Linked DNA regions of Sus scrofa: regions 1 and 2 are each linked to region 3. A link is a contact called in public Hi-C and HiChIP or PLAC-seq data. All regions are on one chromosome and are shown on one strand. The core of a region is the stretch at or near the end of the contact, and the rest is flanking DNA. Distances in the headings are between cores, read along the strand shown. Region 1 overlaps AHCYL2 (adenosylhomocysteinase 3). Region 2 overlaps AHCYL2 (adenosylhomocysteinase 3). Region 3 overlaps STRIP2 (striatin-interacting protein 2).

Region 1 (2,700 bases), core at 145-2,644, 120 kb after region 3:
TATGCCTACAAATTATCTGGAGATCTTGTTAAAATGCTGATTCTAATTTAGCAAGTCTGGAATACATCCCAAGAGTCTACCTTTTTTTTTTTCTTGGCCACGCCGCAAGCATGCAAAACTCCCCGGCCAGGGATCAACCCCACACCACAGCAGTAACCCATGCCACTGCAGTGACAATGCCAGATCCTTAACCCACTGAGGCACAAGGGAACTTCTGAAGATTCTTTATCTTTAACAGCTCTCAGATGATGCCAATACTGCTGAGACTACACTTTAACGGGGCCTAGATAACTCCATCCCTGTGATAGTCTGTATCGATTCATTAAATTAACATATTTATAAGTGGTTATCATCAGCACAGTTATTTAAAAATATGATTACATCACTCCTGGTTCATAATGCCTCAAAAGCTCTCCACTGTCTTCAAATTCATACTCCTTAGCACGACACACAAGACCCTTTATGACTTAACCTCTGCATACTTTCTGAGCCTCAGCCCTCAGCTCTCTGAATTCCCCCACATTCCCACTTAAACACACACACACACACACACACACACACACACACACACACATACCTTACACACATACATCTTCCGAAATGTAGCTTAGCTCTAACTTCCTTCAGTACATATTTCCAGCTCCTGGTCTAGGTTAAGAATCAACTCTCTAAGTTACTGAGTAATCGCCCAGACTGATCTCTATTACAGCACATATCAGTACTAATACTATAACTGAACATTTGTTTCCACACTAGGACTGCAATAAATTCGAGGGCAGATATGATATGTCTCATTCCTGTATTCCAAGCACATAGCAAACAACCAATGAATGTGTGAATGAAAAGAAAAAAAAAAGACTTAATCTAGGAACAGCTAACTCAGTTAAACCCCACCTGAAGGGTAAAAGGAAGGAAAAGGTTACATTTAGAATGGATAAGCAATGAGGTCTTAATGTATAGCACAGGGAACTGTACCCAATCTCCTGGGATAGAACATGATGCAAGATAATATGATAAAAAGAATATATATACACACACACATATACACACACGTATATATATGTATATACACACGACTGGGTCACTTTGTTGTACAGCAGAAATTGGCACACTGTAAATCAACTATACTTCAATTTTTAAAATATGAAAGAAAACAGGGAAGGAAAAGGGACACAGGTATGAGTAAGAACTGACAAAATCATAAAAAGAAACATCCTAACAAAAACTATGCCTAGTACAGCTAAATGTACCTCCTTGCCACTGACTGATCCAGCCACTTTTACAATTAAGGAATACAGACGAGAGAACACTAAAGCAGGCACCAAGCCACCTTTCCCCACTCCCTGCTAAGTCCTCTGGAATCTGGGAGTGGAGTGTGGACTTAAATCCTCAATCTCCTGACACAGCTAATAGAGTTCCACTTAGGTCAGAGTTCAGTTTGCTGCATAGTTAGCACCTCTAGCTAAAACTGTTCTCAAAAAGAGGTCACATTTAGACTTGAAAACTTCTCCTTAGACTTGAAAACAACCAGAATAAGAGTGGGGAGGGATCTATATTCAGGGCCCTCATTTTTATCACATAGTAGGAAGTGGGAGAAGGGTGTAGGATAAGATAATGAAACATAATGCCATTAAGTAAATGCGGAATGTGGATTTTTCACATTTCTTTTCTTTAAAATTAAATTGACATATGACTTACCTATGGAAAAAGTATACAAGTCAAAGAGTTACATTTCGATAAAATTTCAAAAGTCAGCACACCTATGGAACCACTATCCAGATAAGGAAACAGAACACTACCAGCACTCTAGAGTCTTGCCCCTGCCCCTCCCCCCCCAGTTATTACCTTCACTCTTCCCTAAAGGGAATCTCTGATTCCTATCACTACTTATCAAATTTTGAACCTGATATAAATACCATAAAAGATCTATTCTTAAGAGGCTGATTTTTTCTGCTCAATATGCTTCTAGGAGTTATCCTAGTATGTCGCATTGAGGAGTTCATTATTTATTGCCTGAAAGTATCTGACTGCATATTCATATTCTTTATGTATGCATATTCATAAATTATTGAATCCATTCTCCTGCTTAAAGTTTGGGGGCCTTCAACAGGCACATGAAAAGATGGCTCAACATCACTAATTATTAGAGAAATGCAGATCAAAACTACAATGAGGTACCACTTCACACTGGTCAGAATGTCCATCAATAATAAGACTACCAATAAGAAATAATGGAGAGGATGTGGAGAAAAGGGAACCCTCCTACACTGTTGGTGAGAATGTAAATTGGTATAACCACCATGGAAAACAGTATGGAGGTTCCTGAGAAAACGATATATAGAACTACCATATGATCCAGCAATCCCACTCCTGGGCATCTATCTGGACAAAACTTGCATTGAAAAAGATACATCCACCTCTATGTTCATTGCAGCACTATTCACAATTGCAAGTCATGAAAACAACCTAAATGTCCATCAATGAATGAATGGATTAAGAAGATGTGGTACATATACACAATGGAATACTACTCCACCATAAAAAGAACAAAATAATGCCATTTGCAGCAACATAGATGGAACTAGAGATTCTCATACTAAGTGAAGTAAGTCAGAAAGACAAATACCGTATGATAACACTAATATGTGGAATCTAAAATATGGCACAGATGAATCTATCTACAGATCAGAAACAGACTCG
Region 2 (2,700 bases), core at 19-2,518, 68 kb after region 3:
AACAATGGCTTACAAAACTGTATTTGTTAATCCTTTACTTTTTTCTCTAAGTACAGGCATTCCCCTACCCAAAATGATCAGGCAGCACTGTAGGGTTTTGCCTAGCACAACCTCACACTCTCTATAAACCAAATTAAAAATAACCAGGGAACTGCACAGCATGTAGGTGTGCAAACATGCCTCTGAACAGCTCATCACTATTTCAGGTTCGGATGCTGTGCCCACTGGAGCTTCATCAGCAGAGGAAAGTTTCTGAATAATAAATAAGCTAATGAAAGACCAGCTTAGAATACTATTAGGCAGTAGGCTGTGGCATTTCAGCCCTTCCTCTAGCTGTTAGAAATGCTTGGCAGGACTTGCCAAACTGATACACCTACTCTCCAGGAAAGACCCATAGGACTGAGCTGCCCTCTGCTGACGTGCACCCATTTGGCAGTGCCATCAGTTGTCAACTCTACTACAAGTGCCAAAGTTGCCACCCTGGATGGCTGGGTACACGAAATTTCCAACCTCACATCTACCACCTGATTTCTTTTTTGCTTCTGCTCTTACGATGGATCTATTTTCTCTGATGCTACTAAACCTTATTTTAAGAGCAGAGATCCAAGGTGGGACTCTTAATAAAACTCTTACACTGCTCCATACTGCAAGTCAGTGCTCCATCTTCTCCCAGTAGAAACCCTCAGAACAGATGCCCTAAGAAATGAAAAGGCTCCTCTGAGTTTCTCTCTGTTTACATGTGTGAAATCCCTCATGGAGTTTTCCCTTGCAGCCTCTGGTCCCTAATCACACAAAAGATCAGAGACAAAGAAAGACTGTCTTGAGTCTCACTATCCTTGTCCACTTTTCCCTTTTAATAAAGGTATCGAATACACTCAGGGAATTGCTATCGCTACTATTAATTTAATGATTGTAGCCCATAATTCTCACCCTGTCATTCTAGTGCAGAAAATTCTTGGCACCTGGGAATCTTCCTGAGGTTGGAAAGCAAGTAAAAGTACTAGCTCTTGACAGGATCCAAAAAGGTATGGGTCCTGTTTTCTGGGGTCCAGTTGCTTTTATTCTTTGTCTTACTCTCTGCCAACATTTCCAGCAGTTTGTGTTGGCTCTACAGTGTATAAAAACTTACTGTGTACAATCCCTTGTTTTCTCTATGTTCATGACTATAAAATTAATGTTTCATTTCTAGTAAAACCCAATGGCATATCTCCTTTAGTGTCTGTCAGTCACACTTCCTGCTGTCACTGTTAAACTCTGCTGGAATGAGTTGACTCATCTTACAGCCAACTCCTCTTTCCCTTTCAGGATACCAAGGCTTTAAATCCAGCTTCCTCAAACCAACATTTAGTGCAGTGTGACCTGGATCACAGAATCCAGAAAGATAGGTTGTTTCTCACTGTTGTGTACCAGGCGAAGCCTACTCTGTAGTTTTTAGCAGCAAGCAACAGTTGGGCTACAGCTTCAAGGATTCTTGTTTCAGAAGGTTCCCCAATTTCTTTTCTCACTCATATGCAGAATGGTTTGTAAAGTAGGAATGCATCATACTTGGTGCAACTTTTTGCTTCCCCTTGTAAATCTAATATTCTATCAGCCTTTAAGAACTTGATCTTTTAAAATGAAATAACGCCATCTGCAGCAACATGGATGGAACTAGAGATTATCATACTAAGTGAAGTAAGTCAGAGAAAGACAAATTATCATATGATATCACTTATACATGGAATCTACAATATAGCACAGATGAACCTATTTACAAAACAGAAATGGACTCACAGACATAGGAAACCAATGTATGGTTGCCAAAGGGAGAGAGGGATGGACCGGGAGTTTGGGGTTAGTAGATGCAAACTTACATTTAGAATGGATAAGCAATGAGGTCGTACTGTAGAGCACAGGGAACTATACCCAATCTCTTGGGACAGACCATGATGGAAGATAATATAAGAAAAGGAATGTGTGTATATATATGCATGATTGGGTCACTTTGCTATACAGCAGAAATTGGCACAATATTATAAATCAACTATCCTTTGTTTTTTTTCCAACGACCCAAAAATGCTAAGTTTATTTTCATTGTCTTCCAAGATCTGTTGAACTGTGAATCCAAAAATCAACTATCCTTTAATAAATAAAAAAAGAACTTGGTCTTTTAGGAGTTCCCTTGTGGTGCAGCAGGTTAAAGATCAGGTGTTGTCACTGTGGCAGCTGGGGTAACTGCTATGGTGAGGGTTTGATCCCTGGTCCAAGAACTTCTGCTTGCAGGAGTTACAGGCTAGGGCAAACAAAAAACAAAAAACCACAAAACTTGATTTTTCTTTTTAGCTGTACCTGTGGCATATGGACGTTCATAGGCCAGGGATCAAACGTGAGCCACAGCTGTGACCTACACTACAGCTGCTGCAATACAGGATCCTTAACCCACTGCACCAGGCTGAGGACTGAACTCATGCCTAAGTAGTGACCCAAGTTGCTGCAGAGACTATGCCAGATCTTTAACCCGCTGCACCACAGTGGGAATTCCAAGAACTTGATCTTTTAAAAAATGAAACAGGAGCTCCCACTGTGGCTCAGCAGGTTAAAGACTCAATGGAGTCTCCATGAGGATGCAGGTTCAACCCCTGGCCTGGCTGCAGTGTAGGTTGCAGATGCAGCTTGGATCCCGCCTTGTCGTGGCTGTGGCGTAGGCAGGCAGCCGCAACT
Region 3 (2,700 bases), core at 118-2,617:
ATTTATTGAACTCCTTCCATGTACTGAACATGGTGCTAGACTCTGGGGATATAAAGATGAAGATGGTACTGTCTCTTCCTTCAAGGAGTTTTCTGTCAAATGGGGAAACAAATACAGATAGACAATCACAGTGCAATGGGGTGAGGCTATGGGCTGAGGTAATAGCTAAGTTGATCTTCAACATGCTGTTGATCAGCCAGTTTCACAGGATTCAGAATAACTCTGAGGGACTTTTCTGATTTGCCTAAAGCTCTTTCCAGCATGAGGAGCTTTCTGGGTCATCCTTCTGGGGCCAAATCGACTTTTGCCTCAGAGAGACAAAGACAAATATTTTCTGAAGTACACACTCCTGGGTTGTATAACCTATATGGAAATGAGAATAGGCTGAAGCACAGCAAAAAGAAGACAGATAATTGTTTTAGGCTAGAACAGAAAAGAGTCTCCGGCCATTCAGCACGGATGTTCACATTCAACTTGACTCCCATTATCTTTCTAAATTCTCTCTCCTCAGTGTTTTGCACTGACGCTTTTCCCTACAAAACGCTGTGCTCAGCTTTTCCAAATCTTTCTCAACTGGGTCGGCAGCTCTAAACCCCTCCTACCTCTGTGCTCTTGCCAAGGTGCCTTTATTGATCTGAGACTCCCAAACCAGGGCATTAGGGGGCTAGAGAAGAAAAGGAAGAACAAATGCCAACCTCTGCCACCTGGCAATTTCAAAGGCTACCAAATCCCCATCTGCTTACCAGACTCTCTGTAGTAAGCTCTGGCAAATCCTGGATGGTACAGCAAGGGTAATCCAGGACCGAGATGCTGCAAGATGCAGAGATAAGGACAGCTTTTAGGTAAATGGCAATGGCAGGAAATGGCTATATGAGAAAGGGCAGGAGTTATTTCTCCTCGGCAGGCCCCATCTATTTCCCAGATTGCTTAGTGACTTTAGCTCAAACTGAGGGTTCTGATGCCAGCAACGCCAGATCCAATCTCCTCCTCATGGCCATGAGAGAAACCAACAGAGTTCTTTCAGGCTGGCCCCCATATGGCAGAGGCAAGAGAAAGCCGAAAGACCTCTGTATGGCCACCTTTCTCCTCCCTTCTTCAATGAAATACATAAGCTTGTGTGCATTTGTGTTTCTGTATTTAAGAGTATGCTTATGTGTATGTGTGAATATAACTGCTTTCCCAGAGATGCTGCCCAAACTTATCCCACTTCACAACAAATAACCTATGGCTATGAGGATGAAACAAAGACCTCTCCTGTGGCTCTTACCAGATGTTTCTGAAAGCCAGCAGGTCTGGGAAATGTTCGGCGAAGCCACTCCTAGAGGAAACTTGAGACAGAGGCAGCTTCCTGCAGCAAGGCCAGTCTAGTAGCTCAAGAATGGTAATAGCATCTGCCCCCCAAAATAGGCAGTGAGGGACTAAAAGAGGGCTGGAGACTCTGTGGTAAACCCAGGGGTGCAGGCATGAGTCAGAAGGGGAAATAAGTACTGCATGATGACAGGGACACAGTCACTCAAAATGACAGCTCTCTCTCTCTCTTTCCTCTTCTCCCTTACTCACTGGCACAATGCAGAATTTAGACTAGCTAATCTCTAGTGAGCCTTCTGGTTCCGACATTCCATGAAGTTTTAAACAGCAATCCATCTGAACTAGAGTAGTTGGAAATGGATAAATGATGTTAGCAAAGTGGAGATTTTTATAAAGAGGAATATGAACCTGTCTCTACATTTTGAAAGTCAAAACTTCTATCCAAGCAGAAGGCAACAATTTATTTGGCTAGAAATAAGCCAAGAAACCCACAAAGGCAGGAGAGGAGAGGGCAGTGGATCTACCTATAATGTTGCTCATCATCTTATTTCACTCTGTTGGATTCTCCCAAGGTTGCCAGTTCAGTTCTGCTCCATTAGGACAAACATTCTTGGCTGGCTTATTTACTCATCCACCCACCTCCCACTGACAAAGCCCCATGGCAAAGTAGGTACTGGTGATCAGGAAATGAGGGTGGGAAATCAAAAATGAATTGTTTCGGGAGTTCCCGTCGTGGCGCAGTGGTTAACGAATCCGACTAGGAACCATGAGGTTGCGGGTTCGGTCCCTGCCCTTGCTCAGCGGGTTGACGATCCGGCGTTGCCGTGAGCTGTGGTGTAGGTTGCAGACGCGGCTCGGATCCCGCGTTGCTGTGGCTTTGGCGTAGGCCGGTGGCTACAGCTCCGATTCGACCCCTAGCCTGGGAACCTCCATATGCCGCGGGAGCGGCCCAAGAAATAGCAACAACAACAACAATAATGCCGAGGGAGCGGCCCAAGAAATAGCAACAACAACAACAACAACAACAAAAGACAAAAAAAAAAAAAAAAAAAAAATGAATTGTTCCAATCTCAGTGTACTGAATTCTAGCCTTAGGGGGCATAAAGTTACAAGTTTCTGGCATATCTAGATTTTAGGAGCCATGAGGAAACTGTGCAACAACGACCTGTGGGTGCTCAAGTTTCTTGGGATCATGCAACAGTAAAGCTTGCAGATGATACACAGAGGACCACTGCATCCAGATCAATCTTGGCAAATGGTGTAGTCTGGCACTACTGCTCTTTCAACTCCAACCTGAACCTGATGGATGCCTACTGGATTGTCTGACCCCTGCTTCGAGGCCCATGGTGCAGGGAGGCATTTAGCTCCTGAACCCCACTCCCCAGCCACAGC

Evidence for each region. A called contact is a pair of places that touch in the nucleus more often than the background predicts. HiChIP or PLAC-seq counts read pairs in DNA pulled down with a chosen protein or histone mark.
Region 1: a contact with region 3 is called in an H3K27ac HiChIP or PLAC-seq map of skeletal muscle. The contact joins two enhancer-like sites. A contact is called at or near these places in 3 of 47 Hi-C or Micro-C datasets (blood, liver and skeletal muscle) and 2 of 2 datasets of contacts at active chromatin or transcription factors (alveolar macrophages and skeletal muscle).
Region 2: a Hi-C map of skeletal muscle shows a contact between it and region 3, with 1.8 times the contacts expected there. The contact joins two enhancer-like sites. A contact is called at or near these places in 1 of 5 promoter capture datasets (liver), 18 of 47 Hi-C or Micro-C datasets (adipocytes, blood, embryonic fibroblasts and 9 more) and 2 of 2 datasets of contacts at active chromatin or transcription factors (alveolar macrophages and skeletal muscle).

Annotation. Positions count from the first base shown.
Region 1 is chr18:19,339,332-19,342,031 of Sscrofa11.1, forward strand. All of the region lies in intron 1 of AHCYL2 (adenosylhomocysteinase 3), which reads right to left. Among named protein-coding and RNA genes, the nearest start is that of STRIP2, 85 kb to the left of the region's middle. Within about 2 kb of position 1,395, at least 14 of the 83 cell types and tissues checked have an H3K27ac peak or open chromatin away from gene starts, as enhancers often do. A contact at or near this core is called in liver and skeletal muscle, where this site is marked.
Region 2 is chr18:19,287,968-19,290,667 of Sscrofa11.1, forward strand. The region is part of intron 6 of AHCYL2 (adenosylhomocysteinase 3); the gene reads right to left. Among named protein-coding and RNA genes, the nearest start is that of STRIP2, 34 kb to the left of the region's middle. Within about 2 kb of position 1,269, at least 1 of the 83 cell types and tissues checked has an H3K27ac peak or open chromatin away from gene starts, as enhancers often do. A contact at or near this core is called in skeletal muscle, where this site is marked.
Region 3 is chr18:19,219,809-19,222,508 of Sscrofa11.1, forward strand. STRIP2 (striatin-interacting protein 2) reads right to left here. Exons shown (of 21, transcript XM_003134694.6): 18 at 744-810. Among named protein-coding and RNA genes, the nearest start is that of SMKR1, 21 kb to the left of the region's middle. Within about 2 kb of position 1,368, at least 6 of the 83 cell types and tissues checked have an H3K27ac peak or open chromatin away from gene starts, as enhancers often do. A contact at or near this core is called in liver and skeletal muscle, where this site is marked.